Regions from separate parts of the Mus musculus genome. Here all the other regions are linked to region 4. A link is a contact called in public ChIA-PET and HiChIP or PLAC-seq data. All regions are on one chromosome and are shown on one strand. Each heading gives the region's core, a stretch centred on a gene start, on an enhancer-like site or on the middle of the called end of the contact. The rest is flanking DNA. Distances are from core to core; before and after follow the strand shown. Region 1 holds the start of Zfp819 (zinc finger protein 819). Region 2 holds the start of Klk8 (kallikrein related-peptidase 8). Region 3 holds the start of Nkg7 (natural killer cell group 7 sequence). Region 4 holds the start of 1700008O03Rik (RIKEN cDNA 1700008O03 gene). Region 5 holds the start of Bcl2l12 (BCL2-like 12 (proline rich)).

Evidence for each region. ChIA-PET counts read pairs in DNA pulled down with a chosen protein or histone mark. HiChIP or PLAC-seq counts read pairs in DNA pulled down with a chosen protein or histone mark.
Region 1: an H3K27ac HiChIP or PLAC-seq map of extraembryonic endoderm stem cells shows a contact between it and region 4, with 5 times the contacts expected there. The contact joins the promoter of Zfp819 here to the promoter of 1700008O03Rik in region 4. A contact is called at or near these places in 2 of 115 datasets of contacts at active chromatin or transcription factors (embryonic stem cells and extraembryonic endoderm stem cells).
Region 2: a contact with region 4 is called in an H3K4me3 HiChIP or PLAC-seq map of embryonic stem cells, with 7 read pairs. The contact joins the promoter of Klk8 here to the promoter of 1700008O03Rik in region 4. A contact is called at or near these places in 1 of 39 promoter capture datasets (neural stem cells), 2 of 115 datasets of contacts at active chromatin or transcription factors (embryonic stem cells and microglia) and 1 of 9 other capture datasets (adipose tissue).
Region 3: an RNA polymerase II ChIA-PET map of memory CD8 T cells shows a contact between it and region 4, with 9 read pairs. The contact joins the promoter of Nkg7 here to the promoter of 1700008O03Rik in region 4. A contact is called at or near these places in 1 of 39 promoter capture datasets (cranial neural crest) and 1 of 115 datasets of contacts at active chromatin or transcription factors (memory CD8 T cells).
Region 5: an H3K4me3 HiChIP or PLAC-seq map of bone marrow-derived macrophages shows a contact between it and region 4, with 5 times the contacts expected there. The contact joins the promoter of Bcl2l12 here to the promoter of 1700008O03Rik in region 4. A contact is called at or near these places in 2 of 115 datasets of contacts at active chromatin or transcription factors (bone marrow-derived macrophages and embryonic stem cells).

The regions. Positions count from the first base shown.
Region 1 is chr7:43,605,752-43,608,451 of GRCm38.p6, forward strand. Zfp819 (zinc finger protein 819) reads left to right here and starts at 1,418. Exons shown (of 5, transcript NM_028913.3): 1 at 1,418-1,523.
Region 2 is chr7:43,796,210-43,798,909 of GRCm38.p6, forward strand. Klk8 (kallikrein related-peptidase 8) reads left to right here and starts at 1,368. Exons shown (of 5, transcript NM_008940.3): 1 at 1,368-1,923; 2 at 2,415-2,574. The coding sequence starts at 1,854. It overlaps Klk9 (kallikrein related-peptidase 9), which reads left to right. Exons shown (of 5, transcript NM_028660.3): 5 at 1-547.
Region 3 is chr7:43,435,750-43,438,449 of GRCm38.p6, forward strand. Nkg7 (natural killer cell group 7 sequence) reads left to right here and starts at 1,389. Exons shown (of 4, transcript NM_024253.4): 1 at 1,389-1,711; 2 at 1,788-1,934; 3 at 2,026-2,160; 4 at 2,290-2,497. The coding sequence starts at 1,555. The coding sequence ends at 2,348. Lim2 (lens intrinsic membrane protein 2) reads left to right here. Exons shown (of 5, transcript NM_177693.4): 5 at 1-247.
Region 4 is chr7:44,373,608-44,376,307 of GRCm38.p6, forward strand. 1700008O03Rik (RIKEN cDNA 1700008O03 gene) reads right to left here and starts at 1,423. Exons shown (of 6, transcript NM_027049.1): 1 at 1,380-1,423; 2 at 716-917. The coding sequence starts at 782. Gm39001 (a long non-coding RNA gene) reads left to right here and starts at 890. Exons shown (of 2, transcript XR_882056.2): 1 at 890-962; 2 at 1,917-2,296.
Region 5 is chr7:44,996,156-44,998,855 of GRCm38.p6, forward strand. It overlaps Bcl2l12 (BCL2-like 12 (proline rich)), which reads right to left and starts at 1,424. Exons shown (of 7, transcript NM_029410.3): 1 at 1,308-1,424; 2 at 723-837; 3 at 389-531. The coding sequence starts at 829. It overlaps Irf3 (interferon regulatory factor 3), which reads left to right and starts at 1,493. Exons shown (of 8, transcript NM_016849.4): 1 at 1,493-1,753; 2 at 2,550-2,700. The coding sequence starts at 2,558.

The DNA.
Region 1 (2,700 bases), core at 168-2,667, 770 kb before region 4:
AGTTTACAAGTGGGAGGAAGAGTTGGACGTTCCTGGGCTTTGTCTGTTTGGCAGTGTCTATATGGTGACCTTCACATAGGGCTTTCAGCTCATAGTGGGCAAATGTTGGGTGAGTGGTAATATGATCCTTGACTTTGCAGGGCTTTCTGATCTCTTTCAGACCCTTGAATCAGGCCAAGTCATTCACTCTGTAAATTGTCCCTGCATGTCGTCCCCACATGCTGCTGCTTGGCCTCTCCCTATCCTTGTTTTCCTCCTCGCCAGCCAGTTCAACACTGTTTCTATTATGCACTGGCCGTTGTAGCTGCTGTTATTGTTGTTTGTTTATTTCTGTTTTATTTCGTTTTTAAATTCTACCTGTAAGTGAGAATAGATACTTTTCCTCAGGGAAGCATGACATGTTCCAAGGATGTGTTAATCCTGAGATTCGTCAGAGAAAAACCAATTCCAGCTTTTGGGCCAAATTTAAAGCAAGCTTCATTAAATATTAAATACTGACACAAAAATGGACTTAGGTCAGAAACATTCCCTGAAATTTCCCAGTCTCCAGCCACGTGTTGCAGGCGTTTATAAGAACAAACCTATAGGCCATGTACTTTGCCATGAGAAGGTTGATATTTTCCAAGAACTACAATTCCCAAGTCCAGTGTGATGGCGCAGGTCTTTAATCCCAGAACAGGCGGATTTCTGAGTTCGAGGCCAGCCTAGTCTACAGAGAGAGTTTCAGGACAGCCAGGGATACACAGAGAAACCCTGTCTTGGGAAAAAAAAAAAAAAAAAACCAAAACAACAACAAAAAGAACTACAATTCCCAATATTCCAAGAAGTTACCGGTCCCTGGGTAGGTGGGGCTAACATTCATTTTTGGTTCGCAAGAAGGCTCATTTCAGATCTTTAATGTTCCATATGGCTTCACTTCCCATTTCCCAATAACTCTTCCTAGTTTTCAAGTTTTAGAAAACTAGAAGAAAAGTCTTAAGTCCGTGTGAAAACATGGAGAAATTTTTTTAGGAATATGCAATATAAATGTCTCTTAAATTCGTGACTAAGGAGCCTCAGACTTTTAGTCTGTGACATTCCACATGATCCATGGATGTACGGAAATGAAGTACTCTGATGATGACTTTCGCATAATTGAAATATGGACATAGCCATAACAATATGGGAGTGGCGCGTGGGTGGTGGTAGTGGCAGAGTGTACACCGTTATAATTATTGGCAAAGAGTATCTTCGCACGTGATGGTAGGCATGCGCAACACAACTTTAGTGCTTGCAAGCGATAGGGTATATGGGCAATACCGATTTCCGCCAGAAAAGTGGCTGAGGTGAAGTTCATTTTAAGTAGGTGTGTCCTAGAGCGTCCATTTCCGCTTAGATCGTCACGTGGTTAGTTGTTATCGTTACCAGGACGCCGCGGGAGTTTGGATTCTGAACACTGGGGAATCCTCAGCGTCCACCCGGCGTGCCGCGTGCAGAGCTCTCTGAAGTGGCTGCGCAGGAAGGATGCTGGCTGCTGAGCGCTGGTTTGTGTTGAGTGATGACTGAGGCAGCTGTAGGGGGGTGCCGGTGCGTAGCTGGGGTGGGCGTCCTGTGGGGGTCGGGAGAGCAGGGTCGAGGGTGGCGTTGGAGCCGGCTACTGTGAACCTGGGACTGGTGAGTCTGTGAGGGCGACCGTGCTGCTTGCATAACTGGGAGTGTTTGCTTTAGACCATGACTGGCTGGAGTCCGGATCAGACACTGGCATGTGAGAGGCGAAAAAGTGAGTAAAGATGGAAAATGAGTGTATTCGTGGTTTTGACTTACACTGGGGCTTCAGCATCCTTGGTCTGTCCAAGCCTAAGCAGTGTCAGAATTGATAGAAGGGATGGAACGATCTTCACAGCTCGTAGCTGTGGGCTCGAGCCCGCAGAACTGGGAGAGGAGCCTTTGTTCAGGTGCTGGGGACCCGATCTTTGGGCCATTTCCCTAATATTTCCCAAAGGGGAGCTGGTGCTGAGAAAGAAAAAACATTTGGAGCTTTCTAATTACCAGAATGAATATTGGAGTCCTTGAAGGTATGTGGGTGAGTCCGTGATGGCCATGGGACCCCTATGAACATGGCAAGGATGTGTGATGGGCAGTTGAGCAGGGTGGTGCTGTAAATAAGTTTTAGGGAAAGTGATTGGTCTTCTGCAGCCCCGACAGGTTGGCCATGGTCTAGTACTCCTATTGAAAAGACTAAGCTAGTCATGGTGAAAAGCAGAGAGGAGGGGGCAGTTCAAATTAGCCTCCTTGGGCAGTACCTAGCACCCTAGCCTCCTCTTTCTAGGATCCAGCCCGTACTACCTCCTATGGTAATCGGGAGGAGACGCCACACCCTGCCAGACAGCTTTGTTATGTAAACTTCTTGACAGGCAATTCTTGATCTCTTGAATCTCCATGACTGACTGGGGTTACTTCTTCTTCTGTGGCTAGTTTGAACTTTCTCAAGCAGAAGTCTAGACTAAAGAGGTTTACTTAAGTAGCCCAAGCTGGTCTCAAACTTGGCAGCCATCCTCCTGCTTCTGCTTCCTGAATGTGTGGTGTAGCTTGGGAGTTCCCAGAAATTTAAAGGTTTTTGTTGTTGTTGTGTTTGTTTTTGTTTGTTTGTTTGTTTGTTTTTTGTCTTTTGCTTAATTGGCCGAGTAGTCAGGGGACACAGTTATATGGGATCCTATCCTT
Region 2 (2,700 bases), core at 118-2,617, 580 kb before region 4:
CAGAGCCCCAGCTTCTCTGATGCGTGTCAAAGCACCCCCGCACGCCCCATGATGAAACTCCGCCCTCTCAGACTTCGGACCCTCAGACTTCACTCCTTAGTCTCCCCCGAAGACTCCTCCCACTTAGGTCATCTTCCCTCTTGGGGTCTGCTCCCAGGCAAAACAATTATAATAAAACCACGCCCCTTCAAAAAAAAAAAAAAAACCAACTGAGACACACCTCCTTTGCTCCTGGCCCATGCTACACCATTTTAATCACCATTCTCTGGAATAGCCCAACCCTCAGGATCACCGCCAAGAAATATCTTTCCCTAAATAGCTGCTGCAACCCTTCATATTTCACCCAATAGGATTTCTTCTCTGGACTCCATCCCATTTGTCCCCACTCCTAGTCACGCTAGGACTGCGCCTATTCTGCGCACGTGGACCTCAAACAGCTCTGGGTTCTGCTCCGAGTGTGTTTTGGGTCTGACTCTTGACATAGGATGATGGGAGCATTGATCTCTCTAGAGCCCCCAGGTGAATCAGAATAAACCATAGGAACGATCACTTCCTGTCGCCTGTAATGTGGGATACAGGGTGCGCACAGGTTGGGAGGAAAGGGTAAATGAACGAACCTGCTCCGGCCGAACCTCTGCAACCTTAACAACAAGCTTATTGCAGCACCTTGGGACTTCAGCCAGGGCTGGTCCCGCCGCCCTGGGAGGAAGGGGAAACCAGGTTACAGCGCCACCCTAACCTGCCTACCCAGATGCCCCGGGCTGGTTCCTGACCCGCCCTCAAAGTCCCCAACCAGAACACCGCCTTTCCCAATTTTCACAAAATTCAGTTTCAAGCCCATCCTTCATTAAGGACAGAGAACTTAATTCCAGCCCCCTGCTTCTTCAGACCCTGCAGAACACCCCAGTCCTTCTTCAGATTCAACCTCCACCCTCCAACTCCGAAGTCTAAATCAGAGCTCCTCCCTTAAATCCAGGGGTTCAGATGAGGTATTCAAACCCCAACTCACTTCCCTCGGACTCGGGGATTCAAGCTTTCACTTTTCTCCCTCAGACTCGGGTCCAGGCTTTGTTCCTTCTCTCTCAGACCAAGATATCCAAATACCAGCCCTCCTCCATCAGGCCCACGAGCCCAGGTTCCAGTTGCCTCCCTCCGACCCATCTCTTCCGTTCTACCCCGGGGGTCGGTGCACTGCCCCTCTAGTCCTCACCTCGGTTTCCGAGGCTCCAGTCCCTCCTCCTAAAGTCACTCCAGCCCGTGCCCCTCCTCGAGCGCTTGCGGGTTCAGCCGCACCGCAGCAAGGTGCGGGCAGAAGGCGGGGCCGTGGGCGGGGCTTCCTCGTTAAAAGGCTGCAAAATCTTGTACCCGACACACCGAAGGGAAGTCCGGGGGCCTCTTCCACCGAGTCCGAGTGACCCCGCCCCTTGCATTCTGGAAGGTGAGGCGCAGAGGTCCCCAGACACGGACCTCAGGCGCAGGGAGGTCCCCTTTCTCTGAGCCCAGGACCCTCCCACCCCCAGGCTCACATTCTTTCTCTCAGGATCTTCAAGCGGGTCTCTTAAGCTCCCTCTTCCCCAGGACGTTGGAGTCACAGCCTCAGATCTTTCTCTCCAATCTCACAAGTGGGCCAGAACTCCTTTATAATGTCTGGATCCCCAACAGCAAGCTCTCCCCCACACTAAAATTCGGGGATCTAGAGCTCTGCCCTAGCTTTCTCAGCCCCTAGCTCCATCCTCCAGCAAGACTCAAGACAGCTCCGGAAACACCTCCTTCCCCCAGTTCCCCAGACAACAAGATCTCAGGCTCCTCCCTCGGACTTCCTCTTAGTTCCACCCTCTTCCTCAGAGGCCACCATGGGACGCCCCCCACCCTGTGCAATCCAGCCGTGGATCCTTCTGCTTCTGTTCATGGGAGCGTGGGCAGGTGAGAGGAACAGGTCCCACCACCCAGGGCCTTCAGTGGGGTAGGGGTTACTGGACTCTGAGTGAGTTCCTTCTGACACGTGGGTGTGTGGGTGCCTGTGGTGGGCTTGGGGACCGGGGAGCTTTCTTGGTAGCGAGTAGAGATAGCAACTCAGTGGTGAGGAAGTGGGTTGAGTTTCCCATAGATGCATGGCTGCGGAAGAGATTCTTATTGCCTGTCAGACAAAGCTGAATTTGGTGTGGGGATGTCTAGAACTCGTGTAGACGTGCGTGGAAGCATGGTGAGGGCTGTGCCTAGTGTTGATTATTCTCAGGTCTCAGTGAACTTACATGTGGCCATGTTCCAATGGATGCTGGAAACTTATCTGTTGAAGGCATAAGAGACGGTCCGCAGAGGAACTGGCCTGTGTGTCCATTTGAACCCACAGTGGCTTTCCTGGCTGGGGCTCTGACATCGAGGGTGGCGACCCACCCTTCTCCTTCCTGATGCAGGGCTCACCAGAGCTCAGGGCTCCAAGATCCTGGAAGGTCGAGAGTGTATACCCCACTCCCAGCCTTGGCAGGCAGCCTTGTTCCAGGGCGAGAGACTGATCTGTGGGGGTGTCCTGGTTGGAGACAGATGGGTCCTCACGGCAGCCCACTGCAAAAAACAGTGAGTGAAGGGCTGGGCACATGTGGGTGGACCTGGAGGGAAGAGGCTCAGGGCTCTGTTTGAGGAAGAGGAGGAAGTTAAAACTTGGGTCTGAGGGAGGAGGGCTAAGGAGGACTGCTGGATCTG
Region 3 (2,700 bases), core at 139-2,638, 940 kb before region 4:
CACTGAAGAGGAAGGGGAGGACCTAGAGGCCGGAAGTCCTGGCTCCTGAGGGAATGAGGGGGCTCAGTCCTGGATTCTAGATAGGGAGCCCCTGATCCCTCTGTCCTGTGTGGGGAGGAAAAGTAGGGTCAAGTGGGAGGGAGTTGAGAAGACATAAGCCCCCACCTGCCCTGAGGGGCGGTAGAAAATGGAAGCTCCTTTAGAGAGACATTTGGTGATCTAATAAAACTGATGTGAAACTGTCAAAGTGTGCTTCTTCAAAGGGCTGGTTTGGTAAGAATCGGACTGGGGCAGGGCGGGGCAAGAAGGTTTGATATGGTAGCCTCATTCTTCCATTATCAGGGATGAGAACAAGACAAATGGCTCCTTACCTAGGAGATAGCCATGGTTTAATGTCTAGAAATGGACGTTAGGATAATAGGTTGAACAAAGCTTACCTGCTCCTCACCCACCTATGCTCCAGACAATTCTTTACCCCCCCCCCCAGTCCCTGGATTGGCCCCTTCACCCGAGACAGCACACACAGCTCTACTCCTCTCTCTGTTTTATTTTAATTTTTGGAAGGACAGGGTCTCATGGAGCCCAAGCTAGCCTTAAACTCATGATCCCTCAGCCTCAGATCTCTTGAGTGTTGGGGAGGCAGACCTATGTCATTGCATCAAGAGATGGCGGAAACACTTTTGTGCTTGCCTGTAGAGGAGCTGTTGCCCACTACTGGAGGACCTGAGGCAGAGGACCCAGAAGTGTCACTTTGTCTTCCACTTCCCCAGACACCCTCATCTTGGTGCTAAGACGCCTATGCTGGAGGGTCCAACCCAGGTGTGATGACTTCTCCCTCTATCTGCGTGATGAGGATGTGGGAAGGTCGTCTCCTCTTCAAGCTTTTTGGAATCCTGTCTGTCCTGGACAGAAGCTTTGACTAGGAATGTGGAATCTCTGCTCCCACCGACTCAAGTCCTTCTTCCTATGGGACTGGTGTTTTGACCCCACTGCCCCTTTACTGTTGGAAACTCTAATGCTAGAGTCTCAGAGTGTAAAAACCACAGGAAAGTGTGACACAACTGTTTCCTCAGCCACATCTCCCCTTTCAGTTAATTCACACCCTAGTATGATTAGCCCACCTCCCACCTCTGGGCACCCCCTCAAGTCCCACCCCACCCCCAAGGTCTTCCAGGAAACCAGTTGTCTCCAACTGTGGAGAACCTGTGCAGAACCTGTGACAACAGTCTAAACCACTACCTAGAACACGAGGGTAGATACCCCCAGAGCTGCAAGCAAGTAAAGGCTTCTGCAGGGCCCACCCCTACCACATAGGAGGAGAGGAGCCAATCGAAGAGGGGAGGCCAAACCACTCAGGAAGGGAGGGGGTAGGGAAGGTGTGAGAAGAATCAGATCAGACAGAGGACTCCTGGACAAAGCCGCTGCTTGCTAGCTGCTTCTCTGGCTCAGAAGACGAGGAATTCGGGTGCATGGCCTTTTTCTTTTTCTAAGAGCCAACAGTCTGGGTCATCTGTGTCTTTGTCCCCTAAGAAGTGGAAACCCAGAGCTGTGTCCATGGAGCCCTGCCGGTCCCTGGCCCTGTTTGCTGGCTCTCTGGGCCTGACTTCTTCTCTGATTGCTCTGACCACTGATTTCTGGATAGTGGCCACAGGTCCTCACTTCTCTGCCCACTCTGGCCTCTGGCCAACAAGCCAAGAGACTCAAGTAGCAGGTAAAGGGGCAATGGGCTCTTTGGTGGTGGGAATGTCCAGTGGGAAACAGACACTCAGAAACATCATCTTCCTTAGGTTATATCCATGTGACACAGAGCTTCTGTATCCTGGCTGTCCTGTGGGGCCTGGTGTCTGTGAGCTTCCTGGTTCTGTCTTGCATCCCAGCCCTGTCTGCTCCCGGCCGTGGCCCTCTGGTCTCAACTGTCATGGCTTTTTCTGCAGGTATGAATGGGATCTGGGCTGTTGGGACACCTAGACTGGTGAATCCTGCAGGGGCCAAGCTGGCTCAGCTGTCTCTTGTTCTTGTCCCCAGCTCTCTCCATATTAGTGGCTATGGCAGTGTACACCAGTATGAGATGGAGCCAGACTCCATTTTCTCAAGTCCAGACATTCTTCTCCTGGTCCTTCTACCTAGGCTGGGTCTCCTTCATCCTCTTCCTCTTTGCAGGTGACTACTCAGCCCACCTCCCTGGGGGAGGACCACGATGGGGGCTGGCGCAGGGCAGTGCAGGGCACTCAAGTACTTAATCTCTGCTCCCTGCCCCCCTCCCCCTCCCCCGCTTTCTCTCCACACCAGGCTGCCTGAGCCTGGGTGCTCACTGTAGAACCCGTCGGGCTGAGTATGAAACCTTGTGAACAGCAGCCAAGGACAGCAGGGTCATCAGGATGTTTGGAGCCTGTCCTCTCAGGAGCTACAAAAGGAATGCAGAATTCTGTCTCTGTCCCTCCCACCTTGCCTTATCCTTCATTGGTTTCTTCACACACTCAATAAAGAAGCATGCTTGAGATCTTATTGTTCCAAGATCAGTTTAGCCAAGACATAAACCGAGCCAGGCTTCTCATCCCAGTTACTCAGGTGGCTGGAGCAAGGAGCATCACAACTTCAAAGTCTGCCTGGGCAACATAGAGAGTTCAAGGCCAGCTAAGGCAACGTAGTGAGACCCTACCTCAAGGTACAAAGCTAAACAAGAGGGCTGGGATGATGGCT
Region 4 (2,700 bases), core at 173-2,672:
AAGACGTTGAACTACTGTGCAAGACCAAGGAGTGAAGGTATCTAGGGAAAATAGACTCAGAAGCGTTGTTGAAGCCCAGGAGGTTCATGGGAACTGCAGTTCTGGGCCCAGAAATATTAGCGGGGGGCGGAGGAGGGGGGAACGACACTGCAGCATTTCATGGTAAATTCTTTGTAAACCGAGGGTATGTGCCAGGGAACTGCAGAGGGTGAGGGGAACAGAGTTCTAAATCTGAGTGTTGGCTAGGGAACTGCAAGTGTCTCATGGGATATGTAGTTTGGGGCCCAGAAGTTACGTTCAGATAGCTGCAGCACTTCTTGTTAAAAGATTATTAATGAGCCCGGTAACTGCAGAGGCTGGTGGGAAATGTAGTTCTGGACCCAGAATACTGACCAGGGACCCGCAGAGTCTTTGCTAGAGATCTGCAAGGCCTTCTGGGAAATGTAGTTTTGATTTCAGAATATTGGCAAGGGAGCCTCTTGGGAAAAGTAGTATGAGCTCAGAGAATTATTAGCAGGGGGACTGCAACAGCTTCTGAGAGATGTGGTTTGAGGCTTCCCACACTGGCCAGAGACTTGCAGAACCCCCAAGGGCAATGCAGTTCTGTACCCAGAGTATCAGCCAGAGAAAGGCAGGGGCTCCTGGGAAATGTAGTTCTAGGCTCGAGGACCAACAGTGTGGGAATGCCGGTTCGCCGGCCCCCAGACCTGCTCACCTGTCTCCCTGTGTGAGCCAGGGGCGCCCAGGTTGGGGGAGATTAAAGGCTCCACCTCTGGCTGCATCCTGGAGAAGCGGGTCTGGGGAAGTCCAGAAAGATGGGGCGAGATGCTCGCACTGGGCCACACAGCGCAGCTCTTTTCCTGGACTTCTGCTTCTTGCTCTTTGAAACCACGAGGGACAAACACGGAACTGGAAGGCTGAGACCACAAGGACACACGCTTTCCCCTAACCTCCGGGACTCGGTGTGCGCCCCACCTCCTGTTTCCCTGCAACTCTACTTCCGTCTCCATCTCTTCCTGTCTCATGGCTTCTCTTTCTTCAGCCCTCCTGAACCATCCCTGTCCCCGGTTTTCACAATTCTCTGTCTGCCTCCCTCTAAACCCCCTTTCCCAGTTGTCCTCCACATTTCTCCCAGAAGTCTCTGCCCTCTGTCCCACCTCCCTGGTCTTTTTCTCCATCAGCTTCCCCAGCACCTCCCCAGCCCCCTGGATTGCCCCCTCCTCATTGCAGTCCTTCACCAATCTTGTCACCCTCTCTGAGCCTCCCTATTTCCCGTTCCCCTTCTCCCAGGCCCATTCCTCAGTCTCTCTTCCATAGCTGCTTCAGCTTCCACTCCCACCACCTCGCCCTTCTCTCTTCCCCTCTCTGAGCCCACTTGCCCTCTGCTCAGCACCGGCTAGACTCCTGGAGACAAACAGAAACTGAGTTCTCTAGGGGGGAGGGGACGGTAGGCAGGGTCTGGTTACCATGGTGCCCAATGTGAGAGCAAGGCTGGGGCTCTTATTCCTGAACGTGAGAAAAGTGTCATTGGGTGCCAGGCTTGGGGGCTTTCTGCAGGCAGGTGCCGGGTAGACTATCCTTTGTGAGTTCGGACCTGTGAGGCGAGGAGGCTGTAAAACCCTTTAGCTGTCTCGTCTATGCATCCACAGGCTCACTTTTTGTAGCCTGTTTCTCCCTCTTAATAACTGCCTATGTATCCCGGTCTGGTCTTGAACTCAGTCCCTTATCCAGGCAGGCCCTTGCCTTCCAGAGTCAGAAATGTTAGGAATGTGTCACCACGCCCCTTCTGACAATAGAGTCCCCAAGCTCCCTTCCCAGGTGGTCTTTGTTGTCACTGTGGCTTTCTGAGCTAATTTACAAATCAGTCCCGATTCTGGAGCACAGCTAGGAGTCTCTTTCTCTTTCTTTAAGGGCAGGCGTCGCCACGGTGTTACCTTGTAGATTCGGAACTTGCCAGAAGGCAAAGATGAAGGAAAGACCGCCTGGCTGGATCCAGCTGTGCCTGAAGCTCTCAATTTTTTGTTAGAAATTGAGAAACCTAAACTTTGATCAATTTAGCTGGTTTTGATTGGTTGTTTTGCTTTGGGGAGGGGGATTGGTTTTTAGTGTTTTTTCAACACAGTGCTCACTATGTACCCGCACCCCCACCCCACCCCCCTTGAACTTACTATGCAGACCAGGCTGGCCTACATACAGTTGGCCCCCTCTGCTTCCTTAGTGCTGAAATTAAAGTTGTGCCCCGCTATGCCTGGCTGTTACTGGCCACTTAAAAAGCTCATACACTTCAATGGTCTCATTCAGTCTTCTGTAACCATGATTTCCAACATTTCTTCTGGGTATGTGTACATCCTCCAATGCACACAATCCTGGGTGGGCGCCAGCATACATGGGGTTCGGGGATTTGAACATGAGTCCTGTGTACACAATGCAACTACTCTGCTGTGTGTTAGGAAGACTCCCTGGAACCAGGCTGAGCCCAGGTGAAGCAGAGAGACTTAATGATGGGGAGGCAAGGTCCCTGTGGCAAACTCAACTGGGGACAAAGAAAGTAAGACAGGGACCCTGTCCCTGGACCTTCCCTTTCTCTCATTCAGCCATCTTTTCCAGTTCCATCTCTGTAGGACAAGGAGCATTTTTGACTGCCATGGTCACAGGAACACCTAAGCCCTCACTTTCACTGCCCAGAGACATATGCATTGA
Region 5 (2,700 bases), core at 174-2,673, 620 kb after region 4:
GGGAGCCACAATGCCTCTGCTGAGGAGACTTCCTCTCAAAGCTGTAAGGGTCCTGGCCCCCATGTCTCAGGATACCCCTCCATCGGGACACGTCCCACCTCAGCGCTGTGTGGCTCTTGGGCCCCCAGTCTCAGGCATCCCTTGCACTGGGACCCCTTCTCCCTTCAGAGCTGCATGCTTCCCGGGCTTTGGAGCCCCAGGGTACCTCCTATCCAAGCACAAACACTTACACTTACCCGCTAGAAAGAGGTGTGACAAAGACTTGAAATGGTTATGGCTTGTGCTGAAGCTGAACCGTGTTGACTTTATAATGGGTCCTGTCTGGATTTTTTGGAACCAAAACTCCTAGCCCTGAAAGTTTCACAAGTGACCTGAATAAATCTCTTACCAGGCTCGGAACCATAGCAGGGGCGGAGGGGAAGGAAGTGGGGCCTAGAGGACTCCGTGGGGGGAGCTCCTCTCCCCAGGGGACAAGGGAGGCATCTTCGGAGGCGGCTCAGGAAATCTGTTGTCTCCTCTTGGGCAGGACTCCTAGGGACAAGAACCTCGGAGTTATCCCGAAGGGGTCTGGGCAAGTGATCCCTTCATCCTTTCATGGAAGATCACTCTTGAAACTCAGCCCAGGCACATGGAGTTAGGTCTGATGGGAGTAGATAGGTTTGGACCACAAGACTCAGGAAGATCTTCCCATCAAAGGCTGACGCTGGGGGAGTGGAACTCACCTGGGTGGAGTTGGGACAGGGGACCCAGCGACTTCACCGCGCTTAAGGAAGGCCGTCAGAACCTTCAGTGTGTCCTCTCGGAGACCCAACTCTTCAGAGCCGGCCATGGGGGTACCTGAGGCAGAAGACAGAGGATGCACCCAAGTGCAGGGATAACTCAAACTTCTGAATCACTGAATGAAGAGGGCGCCTAACTCCAAGGAAAAGGTGGTTTTTAAGGGCCAGTGGGGCAGTTGATTCAGTTGAGGAGAAACGGTCTGAATTACTGAGTCTAAGAAAGGAGGTAAATGAGTGCTTGAACTCTTGCAGGAAGGAGCGGGAAGGGGGTTTGGAGTTCCCTCTCAGCTAGCAGCGCCAAAGAAGGCTCGAAGACCGTAGAGAATAGGGAACTACTAATCCTAGTATGCTTTGCGGCAAACGCTGGTCCGATTTCCCCACTTTTCACCGAGCAGTCTGCTGGGAGATGTAGTTCCAATTTTACCTCTGGCGTGCACCGGGAGACCCCGGGTGCTTGGAAGTCACAGCTTGGCAGGACTGGCTGTGGCCTTTCCTGCAACCCTGTCCCCTCCCTGGCACCCAGCTCACCTGGCTCGCGGTTGTGTCCCCGTCGCACTGGCGTACACGCTTTCTCACAATTTCTACAAACTTTTACTTCGGAAGTTCAACTTTCCCACGCCTGCGCACTGGGCCGACACGGCAACCGCCCCAACGTCGAAGGGGTGGAGCCTTCTTTTGCGGTCATTTGCATATGGCGTTCCCAGCATGCCTGTAGGCGGAAGGCCAAAAAAGGGCATTTGAGGGAGTTAGGCCTGCTAAGCCGAAGTGCGCTCCGGGATTTCTTGACTTTATTTCGTCAATGTTGAGAAAAACTTTTTATATCTCAAAATATCGTTAGAAAAGGAAGTCCCAGCGCTCGGAGGCTTAGCTGACAAAGAAGGGGGTTGCGTGGCTGCGAGTCTCAGAACTACTGTTTGGGAGCCCCAAAACCACTGCTGGCACCCGCGCCGCACGGGCGCCCAATTCCTCCCCTGGTAGGTAACGCGGAAGAGCCGGGAGGGTGGCGGCCTCAGGGCGCAGGATCGGGCAAACCTGTCGCTCAGAAGCTCGGCTACCGAAAAGCAGAATGGCCACGCGTTGTAGACGGAAGCCTGCAGTCTCAGCATCCAGGCTGGAGGCAGTAAAGATTGCTGTAAGTTCAAGGCCAGTGAGCTCCAGGCCAGGCTGGACGACAGAATGAGCGCCAGACCAACATGGGTTAAGCGATTTGAAGACCAGCCTGAGCTACTGAATAAGTTTGAGGGTAGCCTGGGTTACAGAGTGCATTCGAGGCCAGCCAGGGCCACAGAGTGAGTTGAAGACCAGCCTTGGCTACATAGCAAGTTCAAGGACAGCCTATGCTACATACTAAGACCCTGTCTCAAACATCCGTAAAAACAATATAGGAACAAAAAACAAAAAAACAGAAGAAGCGACAGCACCTGGGAAAAGACTCTGGAAATGAGTAAGGGTTTTCTGCAAGGGTGAGGCGGTTGTGAGAGCAGTTAGGATCCTTTAAAGACGAGGGAAAGAGGACTCCACTCTTGAAATAGGGTGCCAGCTTTGGATAATAGGAGTTTACATTTAGAAAAGGGAAGGAACCTATGGGTAGAGTTCATATAGAAGACTCTGGGGGGTAGGAGAGGCGGTCCCGTTGGATTTGGAAAGGTGGGAAGGAGTTTCCCGTTTGTACACAATGGTGAAGGAAGACCTGTGTTGTGGCGGGTCGGAGAGGTTTGAGTGCATTTGCCCCGTGACAGACAGGCTCAGGAACTGTCCTGTGGTGCGCAGGCTAGAGCATGGAAACCCCGAAACCGCGGATTTTGCCCTGGCTGGTGTCACAGCTGGACCTGGGGCAGCTGGAAGGCGTGGCCTGGCTGGACGAGAGCCGAACGAGGTTCAGGATCCCGTGGAAGCATGGCCTACGGCAGGACGCACAGAT